3 separate regions of the Mus musculus genome follow, and regions 1 and 3 are each linked to region 2. The links are chromatin contacts, called in public Hi-C and HiChIP or PLAC-seq maps. All regions are on one chromosome and are shown on one strand. Each heading gives the region's core, a stretch centred on a gene start, on an enhancer-like site or on the middle of the called end of the contact. The rest is flanking DNA. Distances are from core to core; before and after follow the strand shown.

Evidence for each region. Hi-C and Micro-C count contacts between places; a contact is called where the count stands out from the background. HiChIP or PLAC-seq counts read pairs in DNA pulled down with a chosen protein or histone mark.
Region 1: a contact with region 2 is called in a Hi-C map of the G1E-ER4 cell line, with 2.4 times the contacts expected there. The contact joins the enhancer-like site here to the promoter of Zbtb44 in region 2. A contact is called at or near these places in 15 of 39 promoter capture datasets (the 3T3-L1 cell line, 3T3-L1-derived adipocytes, the C10 cell line and 10 more), 22 of 484 Hi-C or Micro-C datasets (the C3H10T1/2 cell line, the G1E-ER4 cell line, the HL-1 cell line and 9 more), 12 of 115 datasets of contacts at active chromatin or transcription factors (the SCID.adh cell line, double positive thymocytes, embryonic stem cells and 3 more) and 4 of 9 other capture datasets (adipose tissue, embryonic stem cells, liver and 1 more).
Region 3: an H3K27ac HiChIP or PLAC-seq map of embryonic stem cells shows a contact between it and region 2, with 17 read pairs. The contact joins the enhancer-like site here to the promoter of Zbtb44 in region 2. A contact is called at or near these places in 5 of 484 Hi-C or Micro-C datasets (the HL-1 cell line, muscle stem cells, palatal mesenchyme and 1 more), 6 of 115 datasets of contacts at active chromatin or transcription factors (embryonic limb bud and embryonic stem cells) and 2 of 9 other capture datasets (adipose tissue and pancreatic islet).

Annotation. Positions count from the first base shown.
Region 1 is chr9:31,069,915-31,074,478 of GRCm38.p6, reverse strand. It overlaps Zbtb44 (zinc finger and BTB domain containing 44), which reads right to left. Exons shown (of 6, transcript NM_001115130.1): 6 at 1-4,564. Among named protein-coding and RNA genes, the nearest start is that of Gm17508, 10 kb to the left of the region's middle. Within about 2 kb of position 2,483, at least 8 of the 459 cell types and tissues checked have an H3K27ac peak or open chromatin away from gene starts, as enhancers often do. A contact at or near this core is called in the G1E-ER4 cell line, where this site is marked.
Region 2 is chr9:31,028,638-31,033,504 of GRCm38.p6, reverse strand. It overlaps Zbtb44 (zinc finger and BTB domain containing 44), which reads right to left and starts at 2,861. Exons shown (of 6, transcript NM_001115130.1): 1 at 2,547-2,861.
Region 3 is chr9:30,974,971-30,979,129 of GRCm38.p6, reverse strand. No RefSeq gene overlaps it. Among named protein-coding and RNA genes, the nearest start is that of Gm29724, 27 kb to the left of the region's middle. Within about 2 kb of position 2,264, at least 34 of the 459 cell types and tissues checked have an H3K27ac peak or open chromatin away from gene starts, as enhancers often do. A contact at or near this core is called in embryonic limb bud, embryonic stem cells and uterus, where this site is marked.

The DNA of each region.
Region 1 (4,564 bases), core at 1,234-3,733, 41 kb before region 2:
ATACCATCCTTCAAGTTGAACGTAAGGTGCCACAAGGGTGCCTTAACAAAGAGGCAGGCAATATCTAGCTGATGCAACAGGAGACACCAGTATCCATAAACTAAATACATCACTGGAACTTGAGTCAAAACTAGATTTTACCCTACCAGAGACTGTTGTTTCTTTAAGCAATACCTTCATATATAAGCATCAGAAGCCATCATTTTGTATAAACAAAATAATAAGTTTATTACCTCACTTCTAAATACCCAATGCCACTCACTCTCGGGGGCAGAAAAGCAGTGCAACCTTCAACTGTAATGCATTCTCAATATATAAGACCTTCCATATCAGCTGTCAACCCGGGAACTGCTACCTAACATGACAAACCACAGGAAGCGCACTAATCACAGAAAAGGGTCTCTCTGGAAAACAGAACTGCAGAAAATGCTTCCCCATCTCGAAGCCAACACTACCACCCCTCCTGGGGCAGCTAGAGGCTGACTCCTCAGCGGGTGGGCGATGCGCTTTGGTAATGAACGCTCATTCACAGGATGACCTGTCAACCTCTAGGTGTAGTCAGACTGGCATTTAAGAAAACAAGGAATTCAGTAAAAGTCATGACACTCTAGCTCCTCAAGTGATTCTTGGTGATTTTACTAGGAAATCATCACAACTGAGTCAGGGCTTTTAGGCTTAGCAAAGCTTAATAAACTTAGAAAACAAGAATATAAATTAGGCACTTAAAAACTTAATTTTTCTTTCATTTTTAATAAAAACATTAATTCTAATGTTTTTCAATCATGGTCTGAACTCCTACGTTTTTTGTTGTGTACAGAGGAAGCCTGTGTCTGCTGGAGCCGGCCTGGGTCTCACTCAGAGGGAGCACTACTAAGCTGCAGAAGCCGTTAAAGCAGCAGCACTGTTCAGACACTGCCAAAGCAAGGTTCCAGCAGCACTGTCTGACTCTACAGTGACTACTTCCAAACCCAGGAACTATTGTTTCTATTGTAAAAATACATTTATGATATCGGGAAAGCGTCTCGCTCATCACTTTAGTATACATTAATAACAGTCTAACTCCCGGTAGTAACAGTATCATTCCCTGTTCAACATAATTCATGTTTCTAGGTTGCAGCAAAAATCTCAATTTATGTATAATCCAGAGTGAAACATCTATAGCCTACTTCTTAACCAGCCTGAGGACTGGCTCGATTCCACTTCATTGTTTATCTGAACCATTGCTATTTTGGTAAATTTGTTTTGTTGAAGACTTTCACATAAAAACTATCCTATGTCACCACATTCTGTCAAAAACGAAAGAGGGATAAATACTAGTATAAGCAAAATAAGAAATCTTAACTTTGATGATCTCATTTAAAACATGTATTTAGTTATAAATATTCCTCATGGCTGTGTTTACAACAATACCATCTCTCCACTCCCTCACTTTTGTCCATTGCCTTCTGGTTTCTACTATCAAAATACAAAAAGACATCTGATGGCAACACTTAGCAGTGCAGTGAAAACTCACCTTCCTCCCCTACCTTGGGGCTGTTTGCTCCATGTGAGCTTTCCTAGGTCCTTCCCCCACCCCTAGTTAAGAACTCAAAAATCACTCCTTCACGAAGATGTATACTTCCGAGCTTGAAGGCCCTTGGGGCAGATGAGTGATGCAGGACAATGCAAGTTTCCAATTCACCTGTTCATTACATCTACAAATCAAAATCTCTTCAGTTAAAATTGAGGACCGAGCATTCATTTGCCATCATAAGAAATCATTCTCTGTGATCCTGGTAGAGAAGCCACCTGCATAGCACTGTATGGTCACGCACCTTGCAGGGACTCCAAAGCTAACAGGCTAAAGCTTAATCTGAAAATGGACACGCGCTCTGCAAAAGTGGCTTCTAGTAATTAGACTAAGAGAATAAAATAAGAGGTTTTTGTTTTGTTTTTTAAAGGAGTGAAAGACTTAACATAGCTTCCAAAGGAACAGGGATGAGTTATAAGACAGGAGAGCCTGGCTCAGCAGTTAGAAGGAAGCTGAGTTACCAGTGACTCAGCGAATCAGAGGCCCTGACTACTTCACTCTTAGTAAAACAGTTTAACAAACACAAGCATGTTTGTTTGTTTGTTTTTTATAGCAAAGGGAATGTATCTTAACACGGATCCTGTTTATCTATTGGGACTCCAAACGGTCAAACCTAAACAGCTTAGCACACTTTGTCTTAGCAAAACTGTGAACTTAAAAAAAAAACAAACACTCCACAAAAACCCAAAATAAAACCTATTAATATAATGAACTGTGGTTAAACTTGAAATTAAACTGAAAATAAAAATTAGGATTGTTTAAAATGGCCAATTAAGGGAAGTGGATATTAACATTTATCTACATCCATTTCTTGAAAAATTTAAACGCATAAAGTAAAGGTTACTGTCAAATTTCTGTTTCTGAGTTAGTGATTTCCTGACATTACACTCTGAAGGCTAGAGTTTGGAAATGCAAAGACTGACACGAGGAGCTACGACTCCTGACAACACGGGAAGAGCTTTGCTTCTAAAGCACATCCTATCTATTTGGTAGTTGGAAAAAAAAAAAAAAAACTGAAAACAAAGCTTTTCTTATATAAAATGCTTTGTTTTTTAAAAAGTAATTTATCTAGCATTCTAAAATTTAAGCCCTTTAAATATCACAAAGGTACCCTTGTTGGCCTTACAAAAGATAGCTACCTTTAAATATTCTAAACAAGAATGATTCTCTGTTTAGTTACCCTGGTGATTTCTATGACGGGATCGTAACTGGCTTTCATCTCTTCAATGTTTTCCATATGTTCTGGTGAAAAGTATACATCTAGGCATTCCTCTCTTAAATCAACTTTAAATAAACTTTAAATATTACTATATATACAATTATCTCTTGCAGTTGTATTTCCTATAACAGACCCATAAACAAAATATCCTTAAAAATGTAGAGTCTCATTGGAACAGAAAAAAGCCTTTGTATCATTTTATATTAAACACTGGTTAGGTAAGTTTATTAAAAATGTTTGGGTAGTAGGCAACTAACCATTTGTGCATTCATAGTATATTCAAATCTGTCACTAAGGTTGGCTACAAGCTTTGCCACTAGGGATAAAAATCCACAGGGAGGTGTGTCCTTCACAGGGAGGCTGCCAGGGCTGTCCTAACACACGACTCTTAGGATAGAGTAGACTCAAACACTTTCAATCAAAACAATCTAAAAAGAATTCTTCAAATCAATTCATCTCTGATTTATTCTCATTTCTTTCTTCCTTTTACTTTTTTCTAGCTCTTAACAACAAAACAAAACAAAACAAAAAACAAAAAAACCAAGACAAAACAACCCAATTTAGAACCAAGAACATTTACCATACTAAAATAGGATTCTAGTGAGTTTTAGGATTTCTTTATTACTAGGCACAGTTTTCAAAGATCATGTATGATAAAAAAATAAAAATGACTGACTTTCCTAGTTGGTTTTTCTGAAAGCTACCCACCTATGCTTGGGAGCAATCAGCCATGAGTCAGGTAAAAAACAACTGGGACTCAGGGTGGGGGTGTGACCAGTGACAGGGCACGTGCGCATCATATACAAAGTCCTGGGTGCAATTCTCAGTATCAAGAAGAAAAAAGAACAGAGATAGAAATTAAATTTCAGCCGGGCGTGGTGGCGCACGCCTTTAATCCCAGAATTTGGGAGGCAGAGGCAGGCGGATTTCTGAGTTCGAGGCCAGCCTGGTCTACAAAGTGAGTTCCAGGACAGCCAGGGCTACACAGAGAAACCCTGTCTTGGAAAAAAAAAAAAAAAAAAAAAAAAAAAAAGAACCCAAAAACAAAACAAAACCAAAAAACCTACAAAAAACCAGAAATTAAATTGCAGAATTAATAAATTTTAAAGAAACAAATTACTATAATATAAAAAGTAAGTAAGGTTTGGCATTGGGATAAAAGTCAGATCAGGTGTTTGACTAAGACTATAGTCTGATCTGGGTGTGGTGATGTGTGTCTATAATATATAATGGTAGCAAAGGTTGTTGGGAAACTGAGGCAAGAGGATGATGAGTTCTGGACCAACCTGGACTACCTATGATCCTGTCACAAAACAAAAGAGAGTGTCCAAAGTCAAACAAACAAACAAACAAACAAACAAAATGTTGTTTTTATCTTCTAACCCCATCAGGGGCTATCATAACGATAAACATTGGGGCTATTTTCTATATAAAAAATTACACAAAAGTTCATTACTCGTGGCTTCATAAATATTTTAGATCAAAGAGGCTTTAATGGCAAAAGATAAAAAAGTATATCCCAATCTAGAATATCATATAAATGTTATCGTCTGAGTAGCAAAGTTTTTAAGATTCTGGTCTTAACAATCCCTCCCTCCATGTCTGAGTCACAGATGATCACTCACAACCTCGTCGTATCTTTTACATTATTGCTTACATCTCGTGAAAGCTTTTAACAAACTTGGCAATACCTCAAAATATTTTGGAATAAGGACATTATATTGTTGTCATATGTGACCTTGTAAACAATCTTAATTGGGTTAAGAATGTAGCCT
Region 2 (4,867 bases), core at 1,612-4,111:
CTGAGTTCGAGGCCAACCTGGTCTACAGAGTGAGTTCCAGGACAGCCAGGGCTATACAGAGAAATCCTGTAAAAAAAAAAGAAAAGAAAAAGAAAAAAAGAAAAGGAAGAACTTTAGGATACATCATCATCATAATATCTAATAAAGAAAAATATTTCAGGGAACTTCAATAAAGTAACTGATTAAGAGCTAAAAAATCACTAAGCAAAGTATAGTCAGAAGTTACTTGCTTCTCATCAGAGTACTGTAAGACCACATATAATCAAACTCTCAAACAACACCTTCATAAAAGACCTTGTAGTTACCACTTTAACCACGCAGTCACATTTAACATTACCAACTGTGTGGTGTCCCAACACTATAAACCTCCTAATATATACAATTATGAGATACAGGGTATCATCCATTTAAATACTCTTGCCAAGTAAGGTTTCCCTTAAACAAATGAAATCTTTGTTCCAGGGATGCCCAATCTTTTGACAAGATGCTATCACCATTATCTACAAAGTTTTCAAAGAAATCGTGCAATTCATGAAGTTATAAGCGCGCGTGCACACACACACACACACAAACTAGTATTTTCAGTTTATAACTTTGTGTTGGGATGTATTCACAGATATCCTTGCCTTTGGATACAACCATGGACCAGCAGTTGGACAGGTCTAGAACCAAACTTTTACTTAACAAGAACAGTAAGTGAATTGACACTCAAAGACAAGGTCAAAGTTCAAATATGTAGCCAGATTCTACAGAACAATTGGTCAGTTAAGTGCCCAGAAAATGGAAAAGTGGTCTGGGTACCACCCTTTTTAACAAAAGGTATGACTAAGTATATGCAATCACCACATGCAACACTATAACCTTGATTGACTACAGCTGTGGAAACACTTAGGAACAACAGAGTAAATCTGAATACACATATTTTAATGGACATTGTTAATTTGACTTGGTATTTTTAGGAAATAAAAGAATCAAACATGGAGCCTGGTGGTGGTGGCCACATTGCAAGCCTAGTGTTTGGGAGGCAGAGGCAGGCGTTGTGATCACTTGAGTTTAAGGCTAGGCAGTCTACAGAGTGAGTTCCAGGCCAGCCAGGGCTACACACAGAAATCCTGTTTCAAAAAACAAAACAACAAACAAACAAAATCAAACATGGTGGGGGAAAAAAAATCTAATCCCAACCAGCACTTAGGAGGAAGAGGCAGACTGTCTCAACAACAGCAACAGTAGCAACCACAAGAAAAACTGGCAACAATGCAGAGAAAAAGGTTGACCACCAGTCTGGTATCTATGTTCACTGCATTTTCCCTGACAACTTCTGTGAAACTGAAAACTTCCAGGCCATAAAAGAAATTTATATTACTACTGAGAAGTACAGCGGAAAAAGCCATCTTACCCAGGAATGTCTCTGGGTTCAATTGTCAATTGGGCAACCTGGGGCAAGTTACAATTAATATTACTAAGTTTCTGTCAATTCTATAAAACTCAAAAGTAACTATATCACCAGGTTCTAAGAATAAGACTATAGCTCTAACAAAGCAAAGCATTGTTGCACAAAGTAAGTAAACCTGGTTTTTGTAATTAATAAATACAAATCATCACAAAATACAAATGGATTAAGAAAACACTCCTTTTTATATTCCATGGGGAGAACTACAAAGACATAAACGAATATTATAAATCAACTGGAAATCAAAGTAAATAGGAACAAAAAAATCAAGATCTATGTAGTACTTTTTAAATCAAGAATTACCAAAAAGGCAAAAGGAAATATCAAATCTTTATCCAGCCTCTGTTGTCTATTATATGGTATAGTTCGCTTTGGGTATTAACTTATCTCTGCAAAAAAATGCTAATAAGCGGAAGTTGAGAATTTTTCTGAAAACACACATTCAACAGATTAGTATGCTTATATGCTTAAAAAAGTAGTTTTGGTCTTAATTTCTGTAAGTTCCGTGAAAGTACGTAAACATCGCGGTTTTCAATAGATTCTGGTTAAGGTTTACAAAAACCAAACTGATGCGATTTCCTTTAATCAGTTGTAACTTAGTTGTCATTTCACTTGCAGGTAACCCCTAGCTTTTTGTTAGGCCGACAGTAAAAAGACCAGCTACAGAGTGATCCTCAGGTAGGTGGGAGGGGGTTAGAAGTGTTTGCATTCTCTATTTCTTTTTAAGAAAAGTGCCGTTCCGACGCGGGCGAGTAGGGCAGCCTGGGAGAGGAAGGAATAAACAAGTCTAGGGCTCGCGCGTAGACCAGGTGAGCGGGTAATAAATGGCCCGGCAGCACAGCATTTGTTATTGGGCGGATTTTCTGGCCGATAGGCTCCCCTGGAAGATCTGGGTGACGGCTTCAGGTCCGCTGGGACCAAGGCCAGTCCCCCTCTAAGGATTAATCGCCAATGAGGGGGACCCTGTGGGTGCCTCCCAGCACGAATCAGGGTGACAAACCAGGTTTCCTCTCCCTCCCGCGTCCAGGTGGGTGACAAGTGGTGTCAGTCCCCAGGCCGGCCCGCCGTCTCCCCACTGGCCCTCCCCTCCCGTTACCTGCGGGCGGCGGTGCCGAGGCCCGGAGGCCTGCAACTGCTCCTCCTCTTCCCCGCCAGGCTGGGGCGGCGAGGTGGCGGTGGCTGTGGCGGTGGCGGAGGCAGCGGCGGTGGCGGCAACCCGGGGGGAGGGGGCGGAGCGCGCGACTGGCTCCTCTCCTCCCCCGGGAGGCTCAGGGGACCCTATCTCGGGCCGCCGCTCCTAGGCCAGTGTGCAGCCTGGGACTGGGCGCGCATGGCGGCGCCACTCACCCGCGTGGCCGCGAGGTGCGAGAGTGCGAGGCGCGAGGAGAGCGCCGGGCGCCCGTGGGCCTGAGGGGAGGAGCGAGGGGCCCAGCCCGCTGCGCACGGACGGCCGTTGGGGGCGGTTGGTCGAGGGCGGCCGAAGGCTCGCTCGCGCTGGCCGCGGCGGGGCGGGGTGGGGAAGGGGAAAGGGACTGAGGGGAGAGGACGGGAGGCTGGGAGGGAGCCGCCGCAGCGCGCGTGCGGGCGTGCGGGCGGGCGGGCGCCGCCGTAGCCGCTCGTTTCACTCCAGCCTGTTTGGGGGCACTTTGTTTGTGTCCCACAATGCTCCGCGCGGCCGGCCGGCCCGGCCTAGGGAGAGGGAGGGGCGGGGCCGCGCTGGAGGCGGTGCGCGGCTATTGCGCAAGCGTAGTGCGAGCTGTCCTTCGCCGGTGGTGCAAGCCAGACGCTGAAGCACAGCGGGCCTTGACCCAGTCTGTGTGCACTTGTCTGTGAGCTTCGTATGCATAAGCGCCATGAGGCCTGTCGGGTTGTCGTCCCGTAGCTGTGGTCTGGTCCTGCGCCGAAGGAAGCCAGCGTTAGGATGATTTGCTTTTCTTGGAGCTAAAAACCGAAAGAAACTCTCTTCCCCGGGTGGTTTCTGTAGCAGCAAAGCACTCCAGCATTTCCCGGTCGGGAAAGGAATCTGGGTGGTGTGGCCATTTTTCACACGTGGAAACTGAGGCCTATTAGGGCGTGGCCACGAGGGCCTCTGAGAATCTGGCGAGCTCCCCTGCTTTCTCCCCGATGATCAGCGATCCCCCGCAAGGGTTACTACCGAGCGTCTTGACAGGTCTAGCAGCCTTGTCGTACTTTGAGGTTGCCATAGCATTTTTCTGATTACCATGGCAGGAAGTGCAGTTCTGAGCAGACCAGAAAAAAAAATTGGCTCCCATGTCTTTTTTCTTTCCCCAACACAGACTGGCTTCTAAAACCTAAAGCAACTGTGAACTATTCCTTCCCTTACGGTGAATCCCGTTCTAGTACACAGTCTCGCCCTTGGGGAAGGGAATGTGTGGATCACCGAAAATTGACTGTTCTTCTCTAGAGGGTTACTGTCTGAGTTTCGGTCGCTGTAAAGTCTGCCTGTAGGATAAAATACCCTAAGGTGTGGCTACCTCGGACCTCAGGGAATCAGACCTGGCGATTGGGGGCACTGGGGGCGGAGTGGGTATTCCTGGAGGCAAGTGGGATTGCGCCCCAGAAGAGGAGAAGGGCAGGATACCAGTCAAGACCGCTGCAATTTGGGTGCTGGGCATGCTATGTACCTACACCTCCAGTTTTTAAACCGAAAGACTTCTTTGTGCAAGGTAGGTTGATCTCCCAGCTGCATTAGACACTTGGCTGCCTCTGACTTAAACCACCCTCTACCAGAGCACCCAAAGCGATGAAATTTTTCAAAATAATGTCAACAAAATCAAAGTCTATGCTCCAACAAATTTTCAAGAGTTAGAAAGTATTTAATCCTTGACAACCTAATCTACAACTTTCTTAATATTATTCTATCAAGTTTTTATTATTCCATTTCAGTGATGAGCAACATCAGAAAACAAATCGGGCCTGGCTTTACAGTGAGATTTGAAGAATCTTACTAACTACGGAGGCGCCTGAGCTAAAAAGGCCCTTGGTAGAGTGTGTACTGAAAACATATGTCATGGAAAAACAAGGGGAGAAGAATCTAGTGGGAATAAAGTAGACAAATAAAGCCTGTGTCTTAGTCTATTTAATTGGACAGCCAAGAGAGCATTCATTTGGGCATTTCTAATTGTGACTCAAGGGACAGAAATGGCGGTTAATGTTCGTAGGACAGGCAGAACTCAGGAGTGCACACACACACACACACACACACGGGGGGGGGGGGGTTGGCGGGGGGGGGGGGGAGAGAGTGCAAGCACCTCTCCTTTTTCTTTCTCTTAAGCTCTGTCTATTTCTCATTTTGTCTCTAAAAATGCTATCCTCCCAGCCCATTCCCACCCTAGGTCTAAAGAATTTATTAAGCAACAGGTGGCTGCTGGTCTCTTAAAGGCAAAGTTCTAAATG
Region 3 (4,159 bases), core at 1,015-3,514, 54 kb after region 2:
ATTACACAGAAGAGTAACTGTAGTCAACAATACTATGTTATGTAGCCCAAAATAGTTAAAAGGGGCTGGAAAGATGGCTTAGTGGTAAAGAGCATATACTGATCAATTCCCAGGACCAGGTTCAATTCCCAGCAACTGTATTAGGTGGCTCACATCCTCCTGTAACTCTAGCTCCAGGCCAGAGCTTCTGTGGATACCTGTATTCATGTGCATATATTTATGCTTAATTTAAAATATAATAATAAAAATATATAACAAACAAACAAACAAACACAATACCACGATATAGCTATAAGAGAGGATTTTAAATGTTCTCATTTGTCAGAGAAAAGTGACAAATGGTTGAAATGATGGGTGAATTAAATAACCTAAGCTGTCCTTACACAGTGTATAAAGTACCAAACACAACATCGCATTCTCTAAGGATGGTTGTCTTTTTTTTTTCCCCAGCCCCACTCACTCTGGCCATATTTATTTCATATATGTGGGTACACTGTCACTGTCTTCAGACACAGCAGAAGAGGACATCGAATGCCCATTACAGATGGTTGTGAGCCACCTTGTGGTTTCTGGGAATTGAACTCATGACCTCTGGAAGAGCAGTCAGTGCTCTTAACCGCTGAGCCATATCTCTAGCCACCAAGATGGCTGTCTTAATGAGGGTTTTACTGCTGGGAACAGACACTATGACCAAGGCAAGTCTTATTAAATAACAACATTTAGTTGGGGCTGGCTTACAGGTTCAGAGGTTCAGTCCCTTATCATCAAGGTGGGAGCATGGCAGCATCGAGGCAGGTATGGAGCAGGAGGAGTTGAGAGTTCTACATCTTGTTCTAAAGTAATAAAGAAGACTGGCTTCCAGATAGCTAGGAGAAGGGTCTTAAAGTCCATACTCACAGTGACACACTCAATCCAACAAAGCTACACCTACTCCATGGCCACAACTCCTAATAGTGCCACTCCCTGGGTCAAGCATATTCAAACCACCACAATAACTATTAGTTCAATTAAAAAAAAAAATCAAAGTACTTTTATAGAGAACCCATCCAGAAAACAGAGCACTTCAGCAAGAAGATATTTGTCAGCGTTTACATTAAATGACTCTGTTTAAATTCCTGGATCAAGGTCAGCACAATGTTTATGCTCAGTGTAACACACAGCCAAGTTTTCCTTCAAAGAAACCAAGAAGCAGGGCAAGGCCTTGACCAACCGTTTAAATGTTTCTGGATGGGCCATTTGGCAGCTCCTAATTATCAAATCTCAGAGCCATCAGTCACTGCCCTGGGTCTGGACCAGAGCTCTGTGGATGCCACAACTGTCACTGGCATTTGCTCATGACACCCAGCTGACTGTAGAGCTCCTGGAGGATAAGGCTCCTGTCGGTGGTTCTAATGCCCATTCTCTTCTGGGTACAGAAGGCCAACTGCCCTGAGAATGAAAACAGAGAGCCTATGTAGTAAAAATATAGGCAGGGAGAAGAAATTGGATACAGATGAAACAATATTTCTCTGAAGGTAGAGTCTCTTGGGGGAGATTCTGAATTTCCTCTCTGAAGTCCATACCAATCCAACATCCAATCTGGCTCTAAGTCCTTGGAATTTGCTAGACTGTAGGTGTCCAAATTTTCCTATCTAATTCTCCTCTACCCCATCTCTCTCCATCAACTGGAGGCTCATAATCAGTGTCCTTTGCTATGACATTATCTGTTTGCCATCAGGTATGCTTCTATGAGAAAATAGTGAGAAAAGTGTCCCAAGTTTTATGACCACGTTGAAGAGGGATCTTGGTCTTTCATTGTGGGCAGTGAGGACATGTCTGGTTAGAAGTCTCTTGACCTTTTCAAATTCTAGGGGAAAGAAGGGACCACATTATGACCAAATGCTTACTTCCATCAAACAGTATTAAACACAGCAATAAGGCCCAATAGCAGTGGGAAGACTGGCACAGGCATGTGGGAGGAAGTGGAGGGAAAGCAGGGTTTGTGAGCTCAGGGCTCATCACCATGATCTGGACAGGCTTCCAGCAAGGAACCTGTCTTCCTCGGGGTGGAAAGGTCGATGCATAGAAGCAGAAACCGGGGAAGCCAGAGCGGCCCCCAGGGCGGTGGGAAACTCCACGATTCCTGTTTGTCCTGGCTGCTTTCGTTCAGATGGTTTTCATCAAGCACGTTCAGACTGATTCCATTTGCAAAGCTCTCCTGGCAGCCTCCGTGGATGAGGCTTGGTGGCAACATTTCTGGCACTTTCTGATCCTGTCCAGGCCTTGTCTTCTTGTGTAGTTTCTTGGCACTTGGGCTGTGCAGCATAAATTGGCTAAGTGGAGGCTGCTGCTGAACAAAGCCAGATGTAAACCAGAGCCCTGGCCAGCCAAAGCAAGGGAGTTTTCTCAGTGTGGGGGAGGGAGTGCCGTGGACAGGAAAGCAAGGGCTTTCCACAGAACCCCATGGAATCAGGCTCTGGGGAAGGGTTGTCATTGTAGTACCTTATCCACATCCTTGCGAGTTATGGAAGGCCAAAGGTTCTATCGCCTGTGTGATCTGGACCACTAGTGGGCGCTGTATAAAATGTCTGGGTCCTGCTCAGTGCTACCTTCTTGTTTTCTGGCCCTCATGAAGCTCTGACCACTCTTACCCTCTTTGTGAGTCTTCAGCTCTATCCTGCTGCTTCTCCTGGCTGCTTCCCCCGCCCCCCTCCGCCACCGCCACCTTCCAGTCCACCATTTCCCATGTGTGCTCCAGGTCTATTCTTCCCCTGGAGTCTGTCTCCTGGTTCTTCACCTTGCTACTGGCAGGGAGAAATGGCAGTTCCTTCTCTTCCTGACAGACTGGGAAGGGGCCGCTGCTGCCAGGCACCGTCACCATTCTCCTGTTTCTGCAAGACAGTCAGCATGTGTTTTGTTGCTCAGATCCTGTACCTTGCTGTCTGGCGCTTATTTTATTGCCTCACATTATAGTCCCATAAACTAACTAACTAACTAACTAACTAACTCTCTCTCTCTCTCTCACTCACTCAGTTGCAAGCACACATAATTACATGCATTCAATGCAGGTTTACAGTAACATAGTTTATTATCCAAAAGGTGCAAAATGACAGGTGTGAGACATTTTCCCTGCTTTTATCTTCTGTCTTAGTTAGGGTTTCATTGATGTGAAGAGACACCGTGACTACAGCAACTCTTATAAAGGAAAGCATTTCACTGGAGTTGGCTTACAGTTCAGAGGTTTAGTCCATTGCTGTCATGGTGGGAAGCATGGCCACACACAGGCAGACACAGTTCTGGAGAAGGAGTTGGGCGTTCTATATCTGCATTGGCAGGAAGTGAACATAACACTGGCCAGGCTTGAGTTCTGAGACATCAAAGCCCACCTCCTCCAACAAAGCCATACCTAGTCCAACAAGGCTACACCTTCTAAGAGTGCCACTCCCTATGGGCCTATGGGGGCCATTTTTATTCAAACCACATCTCCCATCTTTCTAGTTTTTCTCTTCAGAGGCTGCCCATATTTAAATAAGTCTGTTTTCCTTCCCAACATACATGTACAAAGGATATATGTATATATATATATATGTATATATATATATATATATATATGTATATATATATATACACATATATACATACACACATATATATTTATTTACTACTACTAGCACACTGCTTTATTGTATTTTTAAAAACTCTCTTACTTTTGAAATTAAAATATAATAAAAAATTTCCCCCTTCATTTCCACTCCTGACCCTTCCCATGTACCCACTTGTTCTTTCTCGAATTCATAGACTCTATTTCTTTTATTGTTGTTACATATACATATGTGTATTTGTTCTTAAATGCATGAATACAATGTTCTCAGTCTATATAATTATTTGAATGTGTATGATTTCGAGGCTGACCACTTGGAATTTACCACTTGGTATTAGATAACTGTGCTGGCTAGCTAGTTTTATGTCACCTTGACATTTATCTGAGAGGAGGGTTGAAAATGCCTCTGTAAGATCAGGATAGGCAAGTCTGTAGAGCATTTTATCAATAAGTGACTGAGGAGGGAAAGTGCAGACCATTGTGGGTGGTCCTGGGTTCGATAAAAAAGCAGGCTGAGGGTTGGAGAGGTGATTCCATGGTTAAGGAGAAAGATCTTTTAAAAAAGATTTATTTTATTTA